Regions from separate parts of the Callithrix jacchus genome. Here region 2 is linked to region 1. A link is a contact called in public Hi-C data. All regions are on one chromosome and are shown on one strand. Each heading gives the region's core, a stretch centred on a gene start, on an enhancer-like site or on the middle of the called end of the contact. The rest is flanking DNA. Distances are from core to core; before and after follow the strand shown. Region 1 holds the start of POC1A (POC1 centriolar protein A). Region 2 holds the start of RPL29 (ribosomal protein L29).

Region 1 (4,401 bases), core at 807-3,306:
ACCTTGAAAACATGCTAAGTGAAAGAAATCAAACATGAAAGGCCACATTTTGTCTAATTCCATTCAGATGAAAAGTTCAGAATAGTCAAATCTATAGAGATAGAAAGTATTAATATACTAGTGATTGCCAAGGGTTGGGAGAAAATAGGGAAAGGGAAGAAGCAGCGAGCATGACTGTCATTGAGCATGGGGTTTCTTTCTGGGATGATGAAAATATTCTGGAATTAGTGACTATAGTTGCACAACACTGTGAATACACTAAAAAAAACTACTGAACTGTACACTTTGAGAGGTGAATTCTATGGAATGTGAATATCTTAATAATTTTTTAAAAGCCTAGAGAGAGAAATTAGGAACCTTACAGCATCCCCCCATCCCATCTCAGGAATCAGATCCTATCACCTCAATGCCACCACAGACTGGCCAGTGAACCCAAAAGGTCAGCCCTGGACAGGTCCTCATGGCATCACCACCACCTCCACTCTACCCATCATCAGAGAAAGAGCAAGGCCATTCAGGACATTGCTTAGAAAAACAGCAAAAAGAATATTCCAGACTATCTCCATCCAATAGTAGCTTGTGTCTCAATGCTTAAAGGTTATAATTCAGCCATCCAAACATCTCCCCCTACTCTAAATATCAGAAATCTCAAGGGAACGTTTTGGGTGCTCCAGGGAGCCCAAAGCCTCCTCCTGGGAAAGGATATCCTTAGGGAACAGCAAAGCCACTGCCACCCTACAAAGCAGTAACTAGAATAAAGGCCCTACGGCCTTGTGCCCAGCTCCACCCCTTAACACACCTGTCAGTCTTCTTTCAACAACAAAGGGAGTAGCAGCTGGGGGAGGGCCCCCAACAGAGCCTTCTGCTCTCACCTGAGCTTCTAGAAAGAACATGGGTAAGAGAGTGCCTGCCTCTAGGCTCAGTGGGAAGAGGCAAGTCCAAGTTCACCCCGACCCGTAGGTCCCATCATACCTCTCCACATCACCTCCCCTCTGTAGTTCCCTGCATGTGGGCCTCATCTCCCTCAACAGTGGTTTATACATGCGAGGACATGAAGGGAGGTAGAGGACCAGATTAGGAGTCAAAAGGTCTGGATCCTAGCCTAAACCCTCCGTCCAAGTCCTCAAGTACCTCAGGGCACCACCCAGCCTCCCTGACTCTCCCATCAGCCAGAGGGCCAGGCACGTTCAAAGGAATCTCTCGAAATGAGGACCTCTGGAGGAGTGTGGACTCAGAGACGGCGGCTCTGCCCGGCTCACACTGCAGGCCCGGGCATCCCAGTGTCCTGCTGTATCCACGTGCTGGAGCAGGGTGTACCCGCAACAAGACCCCATGCAGCCATCCACTGCTAAGAACAGGGAGAAAGGCTAGAGAGGCACGATACCGGCCCCAGGTCACAAGTGAGTCAGGACGTGGTCGTGTGTCCCACGCTAGGATGCAAACTATGGAGGCAGAAACCTGTTTGTTCGCTCCAGAAACCCGACGCAGTGCCTGGCACGCAGGAAGCGCTCAGAAAGTGCCCGACCCAGCGCCCCCTGCACAGACGGTAAACTGGACCTGAAGAGGACCACCCTGGAACCCGGCACCTCACCCGCCCCTCGCAGCCATCGCTCTGGCGACTAGGCGCCCAGTGTCCCAACGGAGAGACTGAGGTCTGGGGAAGCTGCAGTCAGCTGGGCTTACCGCGCAGGGCGCAGCCATGGCGGGGCTGGCGGCACCGGAGGCTAAAGCGGTGGCCGTTGCAATCTGTTCAGTTTCCGCGCCCCCAACGACCACCAATAGCAACGCGGGTCGCTTCGCCACGCCACGCCCACCTCAATTAAAGGAGAAGCGCCTCAGCTTTTTGCCCCACGACTGAAGGCAGAGCTATATGACCGGCACCACAGTCTCTGTGCCCAGATCCGTAAACCCAGGCAACCCACAGACAGCGCCGCCAAAAGCCTCTGTCCGCCGCCACTCATTCCGCCTGAGAAATTAAGAGAACCAGGATGAGGGGTTCACCCCACCGGCCAGTCTTCAGGCTGCTCTAACGGCGAGCGCAGCCTTCTGGGAAATGCAGTTCCAAGCCGCCCGCGCCCCTATATCCGGAGGAAGTTGGAACTACACTTCCCAAGATGACGTGAGGGCGGGCCGGGTTTTACCACCCGAAGCGACGGCCTTAAGGATCCGGGAAGCGGAGGACAAGTGGGTTGCTGTGATCAGGTTGCCTTAAAGCACCCGCGTGCGCCGGCGCAGCCAGGTTTTCCCGCAGGAACCTATTGATAACTGAGTATTCGCCTCTCGGGAACTCTCAATGGTTCGCCAGTCCGAACGTTCCTAGGACAGGCGTCGATTTTAAAGAACATAAGTTACTTGGAATCACAACCATGGAGTGGAGAGATCTAGGTTCGGATTCCCAGTTCTCGCTCTGATTGGCTGTGTGATCTCAGGAAAACGCCTCTCCTCTGTCCACCAGTTTACCCATTTGTAACACTAGGAAGCATGGTGCAGCCCGGCCCTGTCAGGGCAGGATCCTCCGTCCAAGTCCTCAAGTGCCTCAGGGCATCACAGGCTACCACCCAGCCTCCCTGACTCTCCATTCAGCCAGAGGCCCAGGCCCGTTCAAAGGAATCTCTTGAAATGAGACCCTTCAGGCCTGAGAAGCTGTTAGAAATCCAGTCTTTAAAAGGAGAGGCCAGGGACGGTGGCTCACGCCTGTAATCCCAGCACTTTGAAAGCCACTTAGGGAGGCTGAGGTGAGTGGGTCACCTGAGGTCAAAAGTTGGAGACCAGCCTGGCCAACATGGTAAAACCCCCATCTCTACTAAAAATACAAAAATTAGACGGGCGTGGTGCTGTGTGCCTGTAATCCCAGCTAGGCAGAAAGCTGAAGCAGAATTGCTTGAACTCGGGAGGCAGAGGTTGCAGTGAGTCAAGATGGTGCCACTGCTCTCCAGCCTGGGGGACACTCACTCCGTATCAATAAGTAAATAAAATTAAAATAAATAAACAAGGAGGCAATCCAGGGGTCTGGCCACCAGAGGCCATCCTTACTCACTTTCTGCAATCAGAAGGCCCAGTGTCCGTAGATTTTTCCTTTACCCCGCCTCCCTGGGGGGGCATCTTCTCAACCTGCAACTGACCTAAACTGGATGTTTTGCAAGATTCAGGGCAGGCCAACTGGGCCAAACTCCAGCATTGATTGCAAGCTGGCCAGGCCCTGAGGTTTCTTGCCACATACTGAGACCTGAGATCTGCAAACCAGAGTTCGGTTCTCAGAAACTGGCACATGGAGTTGGCATGTGTCATCACAGCAAAGGCCAGATACAAGAAAGGAGGATACGTTTCATCCACTTTTTACTGTGATTTGGCATAGAGTTGTTTATTTACATTAGAAATGTTCGTACTAATTTAACGTAGACACAATCAAATTCTCCTTAAAACAACACAACCTGAAATTGTTCAAAACTGTTCAAAGGACAATTTTCTTTTTTTTTTTTTTATGTTTGGCATTCTTTTTTTTTTTTTTTTGAGACAGAGTCTTGCTCTGTCACCTAGCCTGGAGTACAGTGGCATGATCTAAGCTCACTGTAAACTCCGCTTCCTGGGCTCAAGTGGTTCTCCTGCCTCAGAATAGTTTTACTTAGTGTTAGAACAGCTCAGAGGAGTGGGCAGTCCCTCTGTAGGCAGGTCATCCTGTTAAGTGCTCAGCTCTCAACAGAGAGGAAGCCCTGGAGAGGGTGGCGCCTGTCCAAAGGCAAGTCGTTCTGACATCTCTGCAGGTCTCTGAAGCTCTCAGCAGAGAGGATAGCTCCTCTCTGCTGCAGGTCACCCCTGAAGCTCTCAGCAGAGAGGGTACTCCTCTCTGCAGCTGGTCATCCCGTCCCATTGTCTCTGCCCTCTTCGTCCTCTGGCCATCCTCTGTTCTACTCTGGCTGAATCCAGGGCTTTTATGGACCTCAGAGGAGAGGAAGTGTGTGCCAATTGGTCCATGGGCAGCCATGGGTGGGCCCAGGAGAGGCAACATGAGTCCCCACTCCCCATCCCATGGTACTGACAGCCTGGCTCCCAGCCTTCAGGCCTTCTCTGGCCTGAAGATGGGGCCTTACTGGGGACCTTTCCCCTTCCATCCAGGACTCTGTTTGCTTCCCACTGCCATTCAAGGCTCCAGGGCTCAGCCCCAACCCTGCTCCGAGATAGGAGCAGGTGTCAGAAGTGGAGAGGGGCCAGGTAGTGGGAGCAGACACCCCTGCGCCTGCAGGGATGGGGGCAGCAGGGTTGTCCGTCTTGGGGCTCCTGAGGGTGCAGGCTGCAAAGACGTCCAGGTCCTGCGCCTAGGAGGGTGGCCACGGCTGCACCCAAGGAGGCACATCCTGCTTGCTCCTGGCCCTCCCGAAAGAGCACAAGGAGGCTGGGATCCAC
Region 2 (4,570 bases), core at 1,637-4,136, 160 kb before region 1:
GTAAAGCCAGGAACAGTGCTCCACCTGGAGCCTTCTACAGGAAGCCTCCACAAATGCTCCCTGCTACTTTACTCCTCCATAGTCTGCTGAGGACAAGGTCTACATGTGAAGCAGCTGACCCAGGGGCACAGCAGGATCAGAAACAGTCATGGGAGTAAGGCAATGCCACCACCACCTGCCTTCCTGGGTTCCTAGCTGTTGGGGAACTAACACAACCCAGAGCAGTGGATGCTGACCGGGTGCACCAAGAGCTTCAGTCTGGGACACCTCGGGCCAGAGTGCAGAGCTGCTCAGTGGAGCCTGTTCCCCTCCCTTGGAGTATGCTTCAAGACCTCATGAGGATGTTTAAGATTTCTCCCTTTGCTCGACAGCTTACCCAGTTCAACAAGCTATGTGTCGAAACTTCCCACAAGCCCCCAATCATTTCTCATTCATTAGGTCCGCTCTTTCACTTCAGGGCCCCATCTCCTGACTCCCACCCACAACCCACCCTCCACAGAAAGCTAATGTCTTCTCCCACACCAACAGATGGAGCAACCAACCCCAGCCCCAGGATCATAGACAGAGGCTAACTAATCCTGCCTCAGGTTTATTTGTACAAATAGCACAGGAGGACCCCAGCCCCATGCAGATGGCAGCCCCAGGGGAGTTACACCAGTCCTTCTGTCCTCGCATTGGCAGACAAAGATATCTATTCTGAAGCCTTTGTAGGGGCCTGGGCACCTTTGAGAGCCTGAGCTGGAACTGAAACTGGAGCTGAAGCCTGGGCCTTGGTTTGATCCTTGGCCTTGGCCTTGACCTTGACCTTTGGCCGGCAGAGCCTGAGCCCCTTGGCAATGCGTGCCCGAGCACGCTTCCCAAGCTTGGGGTGGGCAATGTAGGCAAGTCGATCGAGCTTGCGGCTGACACCCTTTGGGATCTTGGGCTTAACCTCCTTGGGCTTTACGAGGGCCTTGATGGCCTCAGCTCGTGCACTCATGGCCTTGGCATTGTTGGCCTGCATCTTCTTTAGGCCCTTCTTGTTGTGCTTCTTGGCAAAGCGCATGTTCCTCAGGAACTTGGGGTCCACCTGAAAAGCAGGAAAGGTACAGGTGGCAGCATGTGGGTCTGCAAGTCTCTCCCTGGTGCCCCTCTCCACAGGGGTACCCAATGTTCTAAAGACAGCATCAAGTCAACCTCAAATGTGGCCAATACCCAACCTCTTGAAACTATTTCCAGAGAAGGTGGACCACCACCCCAAGGAGACAATACTCCACCTGGCTAATGCTGTGCAGACCTCCTCCAAGAACAAAAAAAACCGCTTTGCTGCCCTGTCAGCCAACGTTTCAAGACTTCAACTACAGCAGGGGTTCAACCAAGCTTTTTTTTTTCTGACATCCCCTCAGGGACACCCCTCCCTTCTATAGAAGGCGTCAATTAAATACCAAGTCTGGTCCAATAGACTCATAACCGAGGCAGAATATGGGGAAACTGAGGCTCAGGGTTTGTGATTCACTCCACAGAATGGAGAGCAAAAGTAAAGGGAACAGACTGAGGACAGACTCAGCTCTCCCCTAGACCCTCCATCCTTCTCAGTGAATCCTTAGAACCCCCTAAGACAGGAAAAGCAGCTGACCCCAAGTCCAGCACTGGGTCAGATCAAGGTCATAAGGCTGGTCAGTGGGGTAAGGGAAAGATCATAAGGTGTCCTGCACACACTGAGACAAGGCCACGCTGTACCCTTACCCTAAGTGCCACTGCTGAGTGAGGGAGATGGCCAAACAAACTGCTCTCAGGAGACAGGTTATGCCCTGACCAGAGGGTCACACTTCAGGCTGGGTAAGACCAAGGAAAGCTTTATTATGGGGCTAGTAGGGTAGAAAAAGGAATTGCAGGCTTTGGATGGGCCAGTTAGGCTCTGCTCAGGCAGAAGCTGAAGCTAGAGAAAAACTATATGAAAGGCCTTGACTGTGCACCTGGAATCAAGAAAAGACACATCCATGTGATTCAGTCCATACTCACCCCCTTAAGAGACTCGTATCTTTGTGATCGGGGTTTCTTGATACCATTTCTGTGCCATTTTCGGGCTGTAAGAGGGAAAGGGAATTAAGCCACAATGAACTTTCCTCTAATAAAACCACCCAACATCACAGCTGGCAAGGCTGGGTGAACCAAGGCTTCCTACAGGAGCTACAGCTGAGGTATGGGAAACCCTTACCACTGAGTGCAAAACACTGTATCTCAAGCGGATCTCTAAACCTATAACCCTAAAGGTATTACCCTAAAGGTGAAATCAATCAGCCTCAGGCCCAAAATAGAAACATGCCCCTTCATCCCCGCCCCAGTTTGCCTGAATCAGTCCTTACCAGGGTCTGGGATGTGGGCAGGGCCCAAAAAACTTACACTGGTTGTGTGTGGTGTGGTTCTTGGACTTGGCCATGTCTGCACCTGGAAGACAAGAGTGGAGATCAGGGCGAGAAGCTCGCCAGGCTGGGCCACCTCTGCCCCCCGATCTGGTGAAACGCAAGACGAGAAACCAGAATGAATCCGCAGACAGACGCTTTGGATCTGCAGCCTCCACCAGTCTCGACTCGCTCTGCACGACCCGACGCCAGTTCTCGACTCCTAAACCCAGGTAATGATGCCCTGAAATCAACCCCCTACCCCCAGAAGGCTGCGCTCCCCAATAAAGTGGCTTTCCCTGCCATCCTCCTCTTTAGGATCTAGAAACACCATTCCCACCCCGCAGCTTTCGCTCCCCACAGACACACAGCCGGTCAGCCGTCCTCTCCGCAGCCTGCGCCCCGCCGCCGCCCGTAAGTCGCGGATGGCATCGGATACCGCGCGGCAAACACTCACCCAAGCCGCGGTTCCCGAAGCTCCTAGGACCGGAAGAGAAAGGAGCCGCAGTGCAGCACGGGAAATAAGGTCAACAGCGCCGGAAAGTACTACTGGAAATGCTCCCCCCGGCTCCGGGAAGAAAGGTTCCGAAGCCCGGAAGAACGCAAGCCAGACGGGGAGACGGTGCTACGAGCTTGGCTCCGCCCCCTTGAGGCTGTGACCTCGCCGGTTTCTCCAGGACCGGGCTCTTCAAGTCTATTCAGGATCCTGAAAGCGAAAGGAGTCCTTGAGGGATGGATGTTGGGCAAGATCTGTGCTCTTTTTTCATTTTTTATTTTTGGGACGGAGTCTCACTCTGTTGCCCAGGCTGGAATGCAATGGCGCGATCTCGGCTCACTGCAACCTCCGCCTCCTGGGTTCAAGGGATTCTTCTGCCTCAGCCTCTCCGAGTAGCTGGGATTACAGGCGTGTGCCACCACTCTCCGCTAATTTTTGTATTTTTAGTAGAGACGGGGTTTCACCCTGTTGGCCATGCTGGTCTTGAACGCCCGACCTCAGGTGATCTGCCCGCCTCAGCCTCCCAAAGTGCTGGGATTACAGGCATGAGCCATCACGACCGGCCAGGAGATCTGTGTTCCTAAAAAGCACCCAAACAGGAGATCTACCCGACCTGGTCGGGCACGGTAGCTCACGCCTGTAATCCCAGAACTTTGGGAGGCCAAGGCGGGCAGATCACCTGAGGTCAGGAGTTCAAGACTAGCCTGACCAACATGAAGAAACCCCATCTCTACTAAAAATATAAAATTAGCTGGGAGTGGTGGTGCATGCCTGTAATCCCAGCTACTTAGGGAGGCTGAAGCAGGAAAATCGCTTGAACCCAAGAGGTGGAGGTTGCGGTGAGCCGAGATCATGCCATTACAGCGCCATTGCACTCCAGCCTGGCAACAAGAGTGAAACTCCACCAAAAAAAGAAAAAAGCACCCCTGACTTGCGGAGTAGGAGCAGAGGGAAGGAAGGAGAGAAGGATGCCTGGACCTAAGGGAGGACAGTGGGAATGCAGAGGAATGGATAAGGAAAGGGTCTTGGAACACAGAAGATGAGGGAGAGAAAGGAGGCAAGGATAGCCCTATGTCTTTGGCTTGACAACTGAATGAATGGTGGTGCTGTTTACAGAGATGGAAGACTGAGAGGGGAGCAGGGGGCTTTGGTTGTTGTGTTTTGAGGGGGAGTGAGATGTTTTCCTCAGACACATTATATGTGAGATGCCTGTTGGAACTCAGAATTGAGTAAGTATTGCCTCTAACAGCTCTGTGGCCCTCCATCTTTTCCCCCTATAGTTCATTTTCCATGTGGCAGTGGGGCTTGGTGACTCATTTTAAAATTCAAATTAGATCCTGTCCCTTAAATCTGCAAGGACATCCTCTTGCATTGAAGATCAATTCTTTACCCCACTTGACCCTGGCAGCCTCTCTTTATCATTTACTTCTCTTCAAACCCATGGCCTTTCTTTCCTGCCAAGCACAAATGTGTGTTCTGCCTCAGGACCTTTGCGCTTGCTATCCCAGCTAGCTGGTCGGCCCTTCTCCCTGTTTGGATGGTGTGCTCCTTACAGAGGCCTCCCTGGACTGCACTATCTAAAACAGAGAACCTCTGCCTTGTCTCCCAGTTACTCTGTGTACTCTCATGGTTTGCTTTTTTTTTTTTTTTTTTGAGATGGAGTCTTGCCCTGTTGCCCAGGCTGTAATACAGT

Evidence for each region. A called contact is a pair of places that touch in the nucleus more often than the background predicts.
Region 2: a Hi-C map of skeletal muscle shows a contact between it and region 1, with 4 times the contacts expected there. The contact joins the promoter of RPL29 here to the promoter of POC1A in region 1. A contact is called at or near these places in 2 of 3 Hi-C or Micro-C datasets (both in skeletal muscle).

Annotation. Positions count from the first base shown.
Region 1 is chr15:34,692,924-34,697,324 of calJac240_pri, forward strand. It overlaps POC1A (POC1 centriolar protein A), which reads right to left and starts at 2,057. Exons shown (of 10, transcript XM_078351068.1): 1 at 1,684-2,057.
Region 2 is chr15:34,533,083-34,537,652 of calJac240_pri, forward strand. RPL29 (ribosomal protein L29) reads right to left here and starts at 2,887. Exons shown (of 5, transcript XM_078351061.1): 1 at 2,839-2,887; 2 at 2,539-2,604; 3 at 2,383-2,427; 4 at 2,002-2,066; 5 at 577-1,069. The coding sequence starts at 2,419. The coding sequence ends at 692.